Regions from separate parts of the Capsicum annuum genome. Here region 1 is linked to region 2. A link is a contact called in public Hi-C data. All regions are on one chromosome and are shown on one strand. Each heading gives the region's core, a stretch centred on a gene start, on an enhancer-like site or on the middle of the called end of the contact. The rest is flanking DNA. Distances are from core to core; before and after follow the strand shown.

Evidence for each region. Hi-C and Micro-C count contacts between places; a contact is called where the count stands out from the background.
Region 1: a Hi-C map of leaf shows a contact between it and region 2, with 2.9 times the contacts expected there. The contact joins two enhancer-like sites. A contact is called at or near these places in 2 of 5 Hi-C or Micro-C datasets (leaf and placenta).

What each region holds. Positions count from the first base shown.
Region 1 is chr3:79,864,026-79,870,078 of UCD10Xv1.1, reverse strand. LOC107863753 (3beta-hydroxysteroid-dehydrogenase/decarboxylase) reads left to right here. Exons shown (of 12, transcript XM_016709875.2): 10 at 1,528-1,684; 11 at 2,245-2,311; 12 at 2,395-3,082. The coding sequence ends at 2,585. Among protein-coding and RNA genes, the nearest start is that of LOC107863753, 16 kb to the left of the region's middle. Within about 2 kb of position 2,643, at least 3 of the 5 cell types and tissues checked have an H3K27ac peak or open chromatin away from gene starts, as enhancers often do. A contact at or near this core is called in leaf, where this site is marked.
Region 2 is chr3:79,484,179-79,490,499 of UCD10Xv1.1, reverse strand. No RefSeq gene overlaps it. Among protein-coding and RNA genes, the nearest start is that of LOC107863753, 400 kb to the left of the region's middle. Within about 2 kb of position 4,344, at least 5 of the 5 cell types and tissues checked have an H3K27ac peak or open chromatin away from gene starts, as enhancers often do. A contact at or near this core is called in leaf, where this site is marked.

The sequences.
Region 1 (6,053 bases), core at 1,394-3,893, 380 kb before region 2:
TCTTGAGGAGATGAAATTTCATCATGCTGTTTTGCTTTCTGAAACAACTGGATATAAATCATATGCTTAGGATGTGTCATGTGATCCCTGCTGTGAACCTTAATGCATGGAATTTATTTAAAAAAAGTATACACGACATTTATATATGCCAACTAAAATAAGTGCTTCCCTCAACACCTCCCACATGAAGTGAAAGAAAAGGTGAAAAGAACTGGTCGATGCTACTTCATCCTGTTGTAAAGAGTAAATTAGAACACTACAAATCCTTTAGCATTTCTTTTATCTGTAGGTCCAACTTCTTTCTTTTTAAGTCTTCCTAATCTCTTTTATGTCAGCTCAATTCTGTCAGTGACATGTAATAATATGCAAATCCGGACACCAACTTCTTGCAACAAGTGTTAATAAACCCGTTATACAACATTATACAATATTATATGCTTAACTTAAATAATATAGCAACATTGTATAAAAGTGTATGATGTATCAATGCGCGCGGGGATTCGGCTTAAATAATTCAAATTCTATAACAATTCTATAAAAATATTCTAAAAGGTTGTGGGGTAAAGCCAATAATAATTTTGATATTTTATTTTGAGAATTTCTCAGGTTGTAGGCACTAGCAGGCTGCGGCTAAAATTCGATCTTTCATTTTCCATTTTTCCTTCAAATTTTGTGTGGATTGTGGTCAAAGTACCCATCTCGATTGACCACCCCGGTACGAATTCCACACCCTTATCAGTACGAACGTCATGTCGACACGGGTGAGGTGGCTAAAATGAAGGGTCCAAGCAACATAAGTCTATACATACTTTCACATTGTTATACAATGTTATATAAACTTATACAAAAATTGGGTATCATGCCCTACAAACTTCAACCACGAAGCTCCATTTGAAATGGGTCAAATCGTCAATGAATAGCTTCAAATTTTAACTTCAGAATAACATCCCCAACAAGCAAAAAATTTCAACAAGTCACAAAACTCAATGGGTTTTCAAGATTATAAAAATTCCCAACGATGTAGTTTATCATTTTTCACCTTAATCCGACCAACAATGTCTTAATTCGCCATAATAAACATGAATATCTCTATAATTCAGTTTCTAAGTATCAAAAAAGGAAAATGATAATTACTAATTAAGGAATTATTGCCTCTTCCACCAAGTATTTTAAATTATATGCATAATGGGCTAAATAGGCAAGATCTGAAAACATGGGCTAAATAGGGTAAAGCTTAGCCAAGCAACGTAGTGTGTGAAAATCTCAAAATGTTATGTGGAAGTTCATGGGGAACTTATTTGTCAGTATAAGCAAGTTTTTCTTCATAGCTTTTATTGTGTGTTGATCTTTCTTTTCCTCTATTTGTAAAATTGCATATTAATATCTATTTCCAATTGGGAGCTTTTGATGATTCACAATATTATTTCATAACGAACTTATCGGCTTCCCGTTCCCTGTTTTTAGGTTTCAGTATTTATTTTATGCATGGGATGCTTGTATTCCCCAATAATGACGTCTTTGCTGCAGATATGGGATTGCAGTTCCCAGAATATCATGGTCTTTCTTTGAGATCTCTGAAGTGGATATGAGAACTTGCTTTTATAATGTAGCATATACGTGGAACAGAATGAGTCAATTAGCAAGTTTACTTGCCCGAGGAGAAGATTGGTATATATTTCTGAAGGTGTGTACTAAATGATTTCGTGTTCTTCCTTTCTTTTTTTACCAAGTCTAAATTGAGTTAAAAACTATCAAGGTGGCTTGTGTCTGAAGTTCTCCCGAGTTTGCTTAGCCTTCTAGTTTCTTTTTTGGATGATTTCCATACATGGCTTTTCAAATCTTCCAAAAACTAGTTTTTTGAGTTGTCCAATCTTCAAAAAAGGTCAAACACTTTTTTCTTCAAAAAACTTGAATAACATCAAACAAATGGGTGGCTTTGATATTTCCTAGAAGTAATATTGCACTTCGTGTATGTAATTAGAGCTGGGAGATGGGTAAAGCAAATGAATTTAAGCTTTTGGATGTGCCAAAAGAAACTAATAGTAGACAATAGATTAAGCAGATGAAGTATCAAGAAGGGTGAGACAGTTGACCTTGGAAAAGAGATGCACTGAGAGATAATGTGGTGATAAAAGATATGGCTATCAAGTGGGCCAGATTGCAAATGTCATTTGTAGTCTGTCCTTGAATCTATCTACTATTTAGTTTGTGTTTGCACCTCTGAAGTTTTCTAATTTTCTGCAGGCGGCTGTACCCCTGTATTTTCTGAAGTTGATTATTTCTGATTGCATGACTTTTGCAATTGGTATAGGTATGTGTTACGCTATATTTTCACGCTTAATGGTGCATTAAAGTCCATATCCGGTTGTTTGATATGATTCAAAACCATTGCAGCACTAGCTATGGCATTCACTTCATTCCTCATTTATGAGCAGTATGAGGATGAAGTTGATAGTACAGCAAATGTAATATACAGCATATCAAAAGGTGCCTTTACTTTGCTGATGAGGGGTTTACCCTTGCCTCTGGCAGTGTTCCATTCTGATTCAGAAATCCCATCTTCTAGATTGAAGATCCAGCAATGAGGTGTACTGATGCTTTACTGACTCCTAACAACAGACAGAAGAAGAGTGATGTATATCTTCGTGGCTCAGTTTCCTTATTTAGATTCTGTGACCTCTTGTACAAGTAGTTTGTTAACCCAACATGTAAATGGTCGATCGATCTGTATCGTATCAAGAAACTCAACTCCCCCACCATTTCATTCCTCCTAGACCCTAGCACTAGGGCTACAAAAAAGTTTGGGAAGTTAAAAGGAAAGAAATACGACTCTCCCCTGCTCTCTGAGTATAGGGTTTGCTCTTTCTGGATGTGAGGTAGATCTAAATGATGACAACATCGTGGATGAATACTGCTTTGATACAAATTCTGCCTATGCTTGCCGTTGTGTTTATTACAATGTGTCCAGAAACAATGATTATATTTTTAGAAAAGTATGCCATCTTGTGGAAGGGTGCATCTTTCAAACGAACCAATAGTTTTCGGAGGATGTTGACATTTAAATTGAAATTCCTTTTATCCATACTTTGTTTTTAACCATTACCATTATTGTTTTTTCCTGCGGGTATGGCTGTCAAGTGGGCTGATATACCACCGGTTAGGGGGTTACATAGGCCGGGTTGAAAAAATCAAACTAAATTATGTGGTTTATTAAATTTATAAATTAAATCAACATGCCCAGTGTATTTTCACAAAGTGGGTGTTGGGAGGGTAAAGTGTACGCAGTTCATGCCACTATCTCAGATGAAGTCAAGAGATTGTTTTTGATAGACTCCTGGATTAGGACAGCTAATAGTATAATCAAACAAACAAACAAAAAATATAAAGCACAGAACAAAAATGGGATACACAACGCTAGATAATATATAAGAATACAAGACCCCTTAAGGTAAAACTATAAACTATCTATTTGAAAATAAAGACATTACTGAAATCCCACGAACAAGCAACTAAAGACGTAGATACTTACAAAAGCACTCTTACCTACTGTTACGGACGAACTCATACCTATTAACCCTCTACCCTAATTCGCATCTTCCGCACCTTCCTATCAAGGGTCATGTCCTTCGTAAGTTGTAATTGCTCCATATCATGTCTAATTAATGCCCTTCAACATTTCTTCGACCTGCCTCTACCTCGCCTAAAATCATTCATAGTCAGCCTCTCACACCTCTGAATTGGAGCATCTGTGTCCCTCCTAATCACATGTCCGAACCATCGCAACCTCACTTCTCGCATCTTATCATCCACTGGAGTAACTCTCACCTTCTTCCGAATAGTCTCATTTTTAACCCTATCATCCTAAGTACGTCCACACATCCATTGCAACATCCCTACCTCCGTCACTTTCAACTTTTAGATGTGGGAGTTCTTGACTGGCCAACACTCTACTCTATACAACATAGTTGGTCTGACTGTCACTCTGTAGAACTTACCTTTAAGCTTAGGAGATATCTTCTTATCACATAAGACCCCTAAAGCGAGCCTTCATTTCAACCACCCTGCACCAATACGGTGCATGACATCCTCATCAATCTCACCATTTTCCTGAATCATAGACCAAGATACTTCTAACTCTTTTTATTCTGAATGGCCTAAGAATCCAACTTTACTGCCATGTCAGCCTCATGCAACAAATCACCAAACTTACATTTCAAGTACTTCGTCTTGGTCCTGCTCAACCTAAGTTTTAGTTGATTTTTCGCATTTTTTTATAATCTTTAGTTTGAACAATTATATTGTGATTGTAGACAAGATCAAATATGTTTTTACATCATGTGCTAATGAGAAGCCACAATTATAAAAAAATGAGGGGTGGAAGGAGGAGGGGAGAACTCTCTGAAAACTAAAAAGTAAGATGAAAAATGACGGAAGAGTGAAAAATTTTAGGTTGTAAGTTTTTATTGAACTACGGATCGTTTAGTTATCAATTAAAGATCCAGATCTAAATATATATCTACATCTATTTTTTAAATATTTAAAATAAATAAAATTACTTTTACAAGTATTTAAAAAGTAGATTATAATTAACATTTCTTATGTATAAAAAGTTAAATTTAATATATATATATATAATCAATTTGATTGAGATTAAATTTGACTTTTCTTTGGTTAACACCAAACCAAATCAATAATGGTTTTTTTTAAGTCAAACTGACCAAATCAAACCACAAGTCGGTGGTTTGGTATGTATGTATGTATGTATATATATATATATATATATATAATTGGTTTGATTGAGTTTTGATTTCATTTTTCTTTGGTTAAATCAAACTAAATCAAGAATGGCCATCTTTTTTAATGTGAAACCGATCAAATCAAATCACAAATCAGCATTTTTCTTCTCGATTTGGTTTGGTTTACTGGTTCGATTTGACTTGACAATTTTGTCTGTACACCACCAGTCATTGGTGGTGGTGTGCATATATATATATATATATATATATATATATATATATATATCAGTGAGCAGACAACTGGTAGTTGTCATGCCTGCTTCCAACTGTCTGCTTATGATCGAGGATATTTTTTTAATTCATATGTCATGTTTCAATATAATTATTTTATTTTTATTTTAATCTATTATACACTTTAAAATTGCATAAAAATATTATAAATTAAAATAATTAAATCTAAATTATTTGGGGGAACATAAAATTTTTTTTGACTAAAAATTCTATAAGTGCAAATAAATTGAGATATATTTTTGAAAATTTCATGAAAAGTAATATAAATCACAAAAATTAACAAGTTAAAACATTTGAAAGATGTACAAAAATTACTTAACAAATTCTATCAATGTCATATAAATTGTTGGCATAGAGGATATAACATATATTACTTGAAAATTATGTAGAAAATCGTATAAATCATAAAATTAATAAATTAAAATATCTAAAACTATATAACAAATTTGATTGACTTTCTCAAATATTTCATCAGTGCCATATAGATGAGACAAAAAAAGTAACATATAGTTTTTGAAAATTACGTAAAAGTACTATAAATCAATAATTAAAAACTTAAGATATGTCAAAATCATAAAAAAATTTGATGGGCTTTTTAAATTTCATCCGTGCCACATAGATTGGAATAAAAAAAGTAGCACAAAAATTTAATGAACTTTCTCGACACGTGCTTGCATGTGGATGAAGAATCGTGTAGTCAAGATAATTAGATAACGTTCAATATCGAATTGTCATTTTTTTTGAATAATATCAATATTATTGATAAAATATTATAAAAAAAATAAACAAGAACGAGAATGATCAATATGGATTGTCATATAGTAACTTGTTTGTCCCGATCAACATGATTGGATATGTTACGAAGAAGAATGATCAATGTTACTTAGATACATGTGATACTGTTAATTATTTTAATTTTGTGAGGCACAAGAAGCTTATCTTTCCTAATATTTTCCTATTCATGCTGTATTCTTTTCATTCATTTTAGTTACTCTATGTTACCAAGGCTTCTATTATAAATATTGA
Region 2 (6,321 bases), core at 3,095-5,594:
TGTGTGACATCCGTGTTATCAACTTCCTTGGCTTTTATGATTTGTATGTATGGAAAATGGGGAAAAGTCATCATTTTCACTTTAAACTATACTCGAAAAGTCGAAGACAAACCTAAGTTATTGGAGTGACCTAATACATACCTAAACTATAAAGAAGTGGAACTATTTACCCCTTGAAATGTCATAACCAGATATTATCTTGAATGTGTATACACACGCTGACACGTGTCAAACACATATTTTTCACTTTTTTTTATTTTTCCCTAAATTAATCACCGGCATACACCTCCCTTTCCATCTCCACCATCTCTATCCACACACACACACACACACACACACACACACACACATACACACACACACACACACACACACACACACATATATATATATATATATAACTCCAAAATATCATCTCCTTCGTTCGTTCTTCTTTTAGTTAAAAATTTGAGCAAAACCCATTTACTGATAAACAAACGAATTCAATCGGATCAAAGCAATCCAAATCCGACAAACAAAATTACTTCAATCCTTTCACTGTTTTACAATCTTCCGCCATTTTTTTTTGAAATTCTAGAAACCCACAACCCAATTCAATAAAATTCAAGCAAATCATAACCCAGACCGTAAAATGCAAACACAGAACTCAATTCTTGAAAATTCAAGAAACCCACAACTCAATTCAATAAAATTCAACTAATTTACAATTCAATTCGTAAATCCAAGAAACCCATAACTCAACTTCATAAAATTCGATAAATTTAGAATTCAATTTGCAAAATTCGAGAAACCCATAACACAATTCAGTAAAATGCAAGAAACGCAGAATCCACCTCGTGAAATTCAAGATAACCACATTTAAATTTTATAAAATTCGAACAATCCACAATCCAACTCGTGAAATTCAAGATACACATAATTCAATTTTGTAAAATTCAAAAAATCTACAATCTAATTTAAATTAAAATTGAGTAAATTTCATCTAAATAATACCCAGATTCACAAAGAAATATCAATTATAAATTGAACAGAACACATCAATATCAAATTATATTCGTACTATTTTTTTCTAACAAAACCAAAAGGACATAGCAATAATAACAAACTTCTTCCTACTTGTAATAATAAAGGAAAAAAATAAAAGGGTAAATATATTTGTGAATTCATTGATGAATTGATGGAGGTTGAGAGGAGGTAAGGAATAAGAAATGGAGTTAAGGAAGAAATAAGAAAACATGAAAGAAGACAGAGATGAAGAGAAAAAAAGAAAAAGAAAAATAAATTAAAAGGCAAAGAAAGAAAATAAAAATTATATAAATATAAATCAAAAACTAATTAAATATAATTGATTGATAAAATGCAATTGAATAATGACACGTGTACATTTTAATAAGCTTTTAATTTTCTTTTCTGCTTTTCACGCGCGTGTAGGAATGTGATATCACATTCTTTGCCAGATCAGTTTGGAGGGGTAAATAGTTTCATTTTTTTTTTATAGTTTAGGTATGTATTAGGTCACTACAATAGTTTAGGTGTGTCTTCGACTTTTCGAGTATAGTTTAAGGTAAAAATGATGACTTTTACCTATGGAAAATTTTAGTATGGGCCTCATGCACCACATCATATTTGCATGAGGCCTCTAATTTTTTGACACATAAACTTTGTGGGGTCCACCTATCAAAACAATTTCTTCTTCCTCTCTCTTTTTATTCCTTTACCTTCTCGTTTTTTTAAGACAACTCATCTTTTTACTCTTTTGTTTTAGAGTTAAATTTTTATTTATAACTTATTTTTTTTGTCTTTCTTTATTTTTGCTTTTCAATTTTTTTCATGCTCATGAAACTAATTAAATTAATGGTCTTTTTTTCTTTCTAATTTTTATTTGTAGATATTTGTAACAAATGAAGTTTATATAGTATTTTTTGTTTTAATTTATTTATGTCATTTTTCTATAAGTTCATTTAAAAAATAATATCTTTTTCATTTTCTATAAAGTTTTAAATTTTAATTTTTTACATGACATGTTTAAAATCACAAAAGTTAAAGAATACTTGAATATATTTTATATATTTTTAATTTAAGACCAATTAAGAGTCCGTTTGGATAGAATTAAAAAATAATTTGTTAGTTTATGTGTTTAAAAGTTGAAAATAAGTGTTTAGAAATTAAGCAGATAAATATTTGGATAGAAGTGTTGAAACCAAAAAAAAGTTGTGGATGTACTTGATAAATAAGGGTTGTTAAACACTTTTTTATTGTCAAAATGACTTAAATATTTTTAAAGTTGCTAATACCATAAATAAGTTGAATTATATATAATTTTTAATTCTAATAATTCAAAAATAAAGAGGAAACTAGAGGAAAGAAGTGGAGAGAAGAGGCAAAGAGAAAAATAAAGAAAAACAATATATTTAAGGGCTGCAAATTTAGAGCAATGTTGAAATTGGAGAAAAATATAAGGAATAAAAAAGTAAATATTTTGGTCAAACTAAAGAGAATTTAAATCTAAAAACTAAAAAGTTGGGAGTACCCGACGTCTCACTTTTTACTTTTTTTTTAAAAATTAAATTTGAACTTTTTTTAAAGTACTTTTTAATTCTACCACATATATAAAAAAGCTAAAAAAGGATTAAAAGTTGATTTGATCAAATTTTAATCCTATTCAAACAAACTCTAAAAGATATTTTAATTTAATTTTTTATATCTATTAATTATGGGTCAACTCTAAAATTTTAGGAAAAGAATATTAAGAAAATTAAAATCAATATTTAAATTTATTTAGGACCCAGTCCATTTCTTGATCTTATCAACTTTAAATTTTATCATACAATGACTTTAATAATATTAAATCATACTTTAATAATTTTAAATCATAATAAATAATATCATATAGACTTACGAAAGATAAATTTATTTCTTATGAAATTTATTTCAAATTTTTAATATCCAAAATTCTTTATACTAACAAAAAATTAAGAGAATATAATTAAAAATAATAAATTACCACTATGGTCGAGTGATAAAAAAATTAATTTGTTTATAAATATCAATAAATAAAAATTAGGAGAAAATAAAACAAAGAAAAATAAGAAAAACTTCAATTTATTTAGTATAGTAATATGAGGAAAAAAATAATTTGAAGAAAAGAACAAAAAAAGAAAAATAAAAAATAAAATTAACACCATAAATGAAAAAGGAAAAGGAAAAAAGTGATTTGTCAAAAAAAAAAAACTGAGAACACAAAAAATTATAAAAATAAAATTACTTTAAGCCTACAAAAGTTATGTATCAAAATAATAGTAGCCTCGTATAAATATGATGTGGTGCATAACCGTACTAAAATTTTCCTTGTATGTATTTCTTTTCTTCAATAAAATCACATAGTTGGGACCCACAATTATGGAGTGCTCCACTCCTTGTAAATATCTGTCCTTTAGTGCACCTATATCATGTCAACCTCAATGACGACCAACAATATGCATTTTTTACTAAACAAACTTTTTTATTTTAATGATTTTTATAGTACCCAAAAAACAAGAGGTGATTATAGTAATAAACATTTATTTATTTCTGTTGGTGTATTCAATTGGGTGGATAACAGGAGAGGAGACTAACTTTCTAGAAAAGTGAAAATAAATATACTATAATTAAGAAAACAGCTTTGCTTTCTGTAACTGTTTCAAGATGCTTAAACTACAATTAGTATTACATGTAAATTACAATATCCCACATGGGTGATGGTGTTGTTTCCTATTTTTGATCTTTCTTAGGATTTCTTTCAAGATTTGCATCAAATTGTCTGAGTCTGGCTATTAATTAATGAGCAGAGAATCTGTTTGTTGGTTTTGGGGTCTGTCAACAATATTGTCTCATTTCAGCTTCTGGAGTTTATCAAGAATGAGGTTTTGAGCTCTTTGGTTTTTTTGTTTTACTTTTGATGTAATTTAATTTTAAGTAATTTGTTTTGTTTCTGACTTTTGGTTTGATATTTTGGACTGATTATGTAAATTTTCATGGAAGTGATATCATTGATTTTGGGTAAGAAAAGGGTGAAAGTTGAGTTTCTTCTCCACCTGTTTTTTCCTGAGTTCTCTTGGTAGTTTGAATTTAAAAAGTGACCTGATGATGACGAAAAGTTTGAAGCTTTGTCGATTTTGAAAGTGGGAAAAGAAGGTTGGGAATTTATTGGATAATAATTAGTGATATACAAGAAGGGATTGAATTTTGTGGTGGTGATGGAGAAGCAGATTAGGTTTTGTGGGGCGATGGAGAAACAGCAGAGTTTTCAAAATGGGACGATTGAGAAGCAAAAGAGCTTCAGTGGGTTGATGGAAAAGCAGAAAAGTTTTCGGATAGCAATGGAGAGGCAGCTGAGTTTTGGTGGTGACAGGAAAAGGGGTAAGGAATCACCAGAGAAAAGAGGGGATTCCCCACTTCACTTAGCAGTTAGAGCAGGGAACCTTGGCAAGGTGAAAGAAATTGTTCAGAAACTTGATAGCAAAGGCATCAATGATTTGTTATCTAAGCAAAACCAGGAGGGTGAGACTGTTCTGTATGTTGCTGCAGAGAGTGGTCATAGTTTGGTTGTTGCAGAGTTGTTAAAATATTTAGACCTTCAGACAGCTTCTATTCTGGCAAATAATGGTTATGATGCATTCCATGTTGCGGCAAAGCAGGGTCATCTTGGTGAGTCTTATGACACAAGAACAAGAACACTACCCTCCTTCTCCCGATGCCCCCTGAATAAGTAAAAATTAATATTTTCCAGACTTGGTTTTGAGTCAATGATTCCTTCTTGTACAGATTGCATGCATTATGGAGATAAAGTGTATGTTAATTTAACTTCACATGTTATCATTGCTGCTGATCCACATTAGGAGCAATTTTCATCATTGATTTTAGCTTCTAAACTTTTAACTTAGGCTGCTGTAGTGCAGATTACTTATGGATTCAGTAAAAGACTAGATAATTATGAAAATGTTTTTACTTATGTATTCAGTAAAAGACTAGATAATTATAAAAATGTTTCTACTTATGTATTCAGTAAAAGACTAGATAATTATAAAAATGTTTCCACAAGCGCAGATGCTAGGCCCTCCATATTATCACTTGAAGACTTGGGATATAGAGTATCTTCTCCCCTATAATCTACTATTAGAGGACAAGACTAAGTTCAGAGCAGCCAAAACTAACTTATCTGTATTTGGCCACTCGTAAAATTATGAAAAAAATAATAATAAAATTGGGCATTTTGTAATAATAATAAGTTGGAGGTTTGGAGACCAACCTAGAGTCTAAAGAGTTTAGGTTGAGTAGGGCCAAGACGGAATACTTGGAATGTAAGTTTAGTGATTCGACGCACGAGGCTGACGTGGTAGTGGAGCTGGATTCTCAGGTCATTCGAAAGTGGGATAGTTTTATGTATCTTGGGTCTATGATTCAAGGGAATGGAGAGATTGACCAGGATGTTACGCATCGTATTGGTGCAGGGTGATTCAAGGGGAGGCTCGCTTCGGGAGTTGTGTGTGATATGAAGGTGTTTACTAAGCTTAAAGGTAAGTTTTATAGAGTGGCAGTCCGACGGTGTTGTATGGAGCATAGTGTTGTCCAGTTACGAACTCCCACATCCAAAAGTTGATGGTGACGGAGATGAGAATATTGAGATGGATGTGTAGACTTACTAGGCGAGATAAGGTTAGAAATGAGGTTATTCATGAGAAGGTGAGAGAGATTTTGGTGGAAGACAAAATGCGGGAAGTGAGGTTGCGATGGTTCGGGCATGTGATGAGGAGGTGCATGGATGGATGTTCTAGTACGGAGGTGTGAGAGTCTGGCTACGGATGGTTTTAGGCGAAGTAGAGGTAGGCCAAAAATATTGGATGGAGATTATTAGGCATGACATGGAGCAGTTATAGGAAGACATGACCCTTGATAGGAAGGTGTGGAGGACGCGGATTAGGATAGAGGATTAGTGGGTAGAAGTGTATCCGTAATAGTAGGGAGTGCTTTGTTTATATTTGTACCTATAGTTTCTCGTTCATAGTGTTCTGATGATGTTTATGATTTCGAATAGATAATTTATAGATAATTTATAATTGTACTCTATCGGTGTCTTGTTTTTTTTATTATCTAGCGATATGTCATCCCACTTTGTTGTTTATTTTTGTTTTTTTTGTTTTTTATACTGTTATCTGTCCTGAGTCGTGGGTCTATCGGAAACAGTCTCTCTACTTCATCTGAGGTAGTGGTATGGATTACGTACACTTTACCCTCCCTAGACCCCACTTTGTGGGAATACACTGGGTATGTTGTTGTTATTGT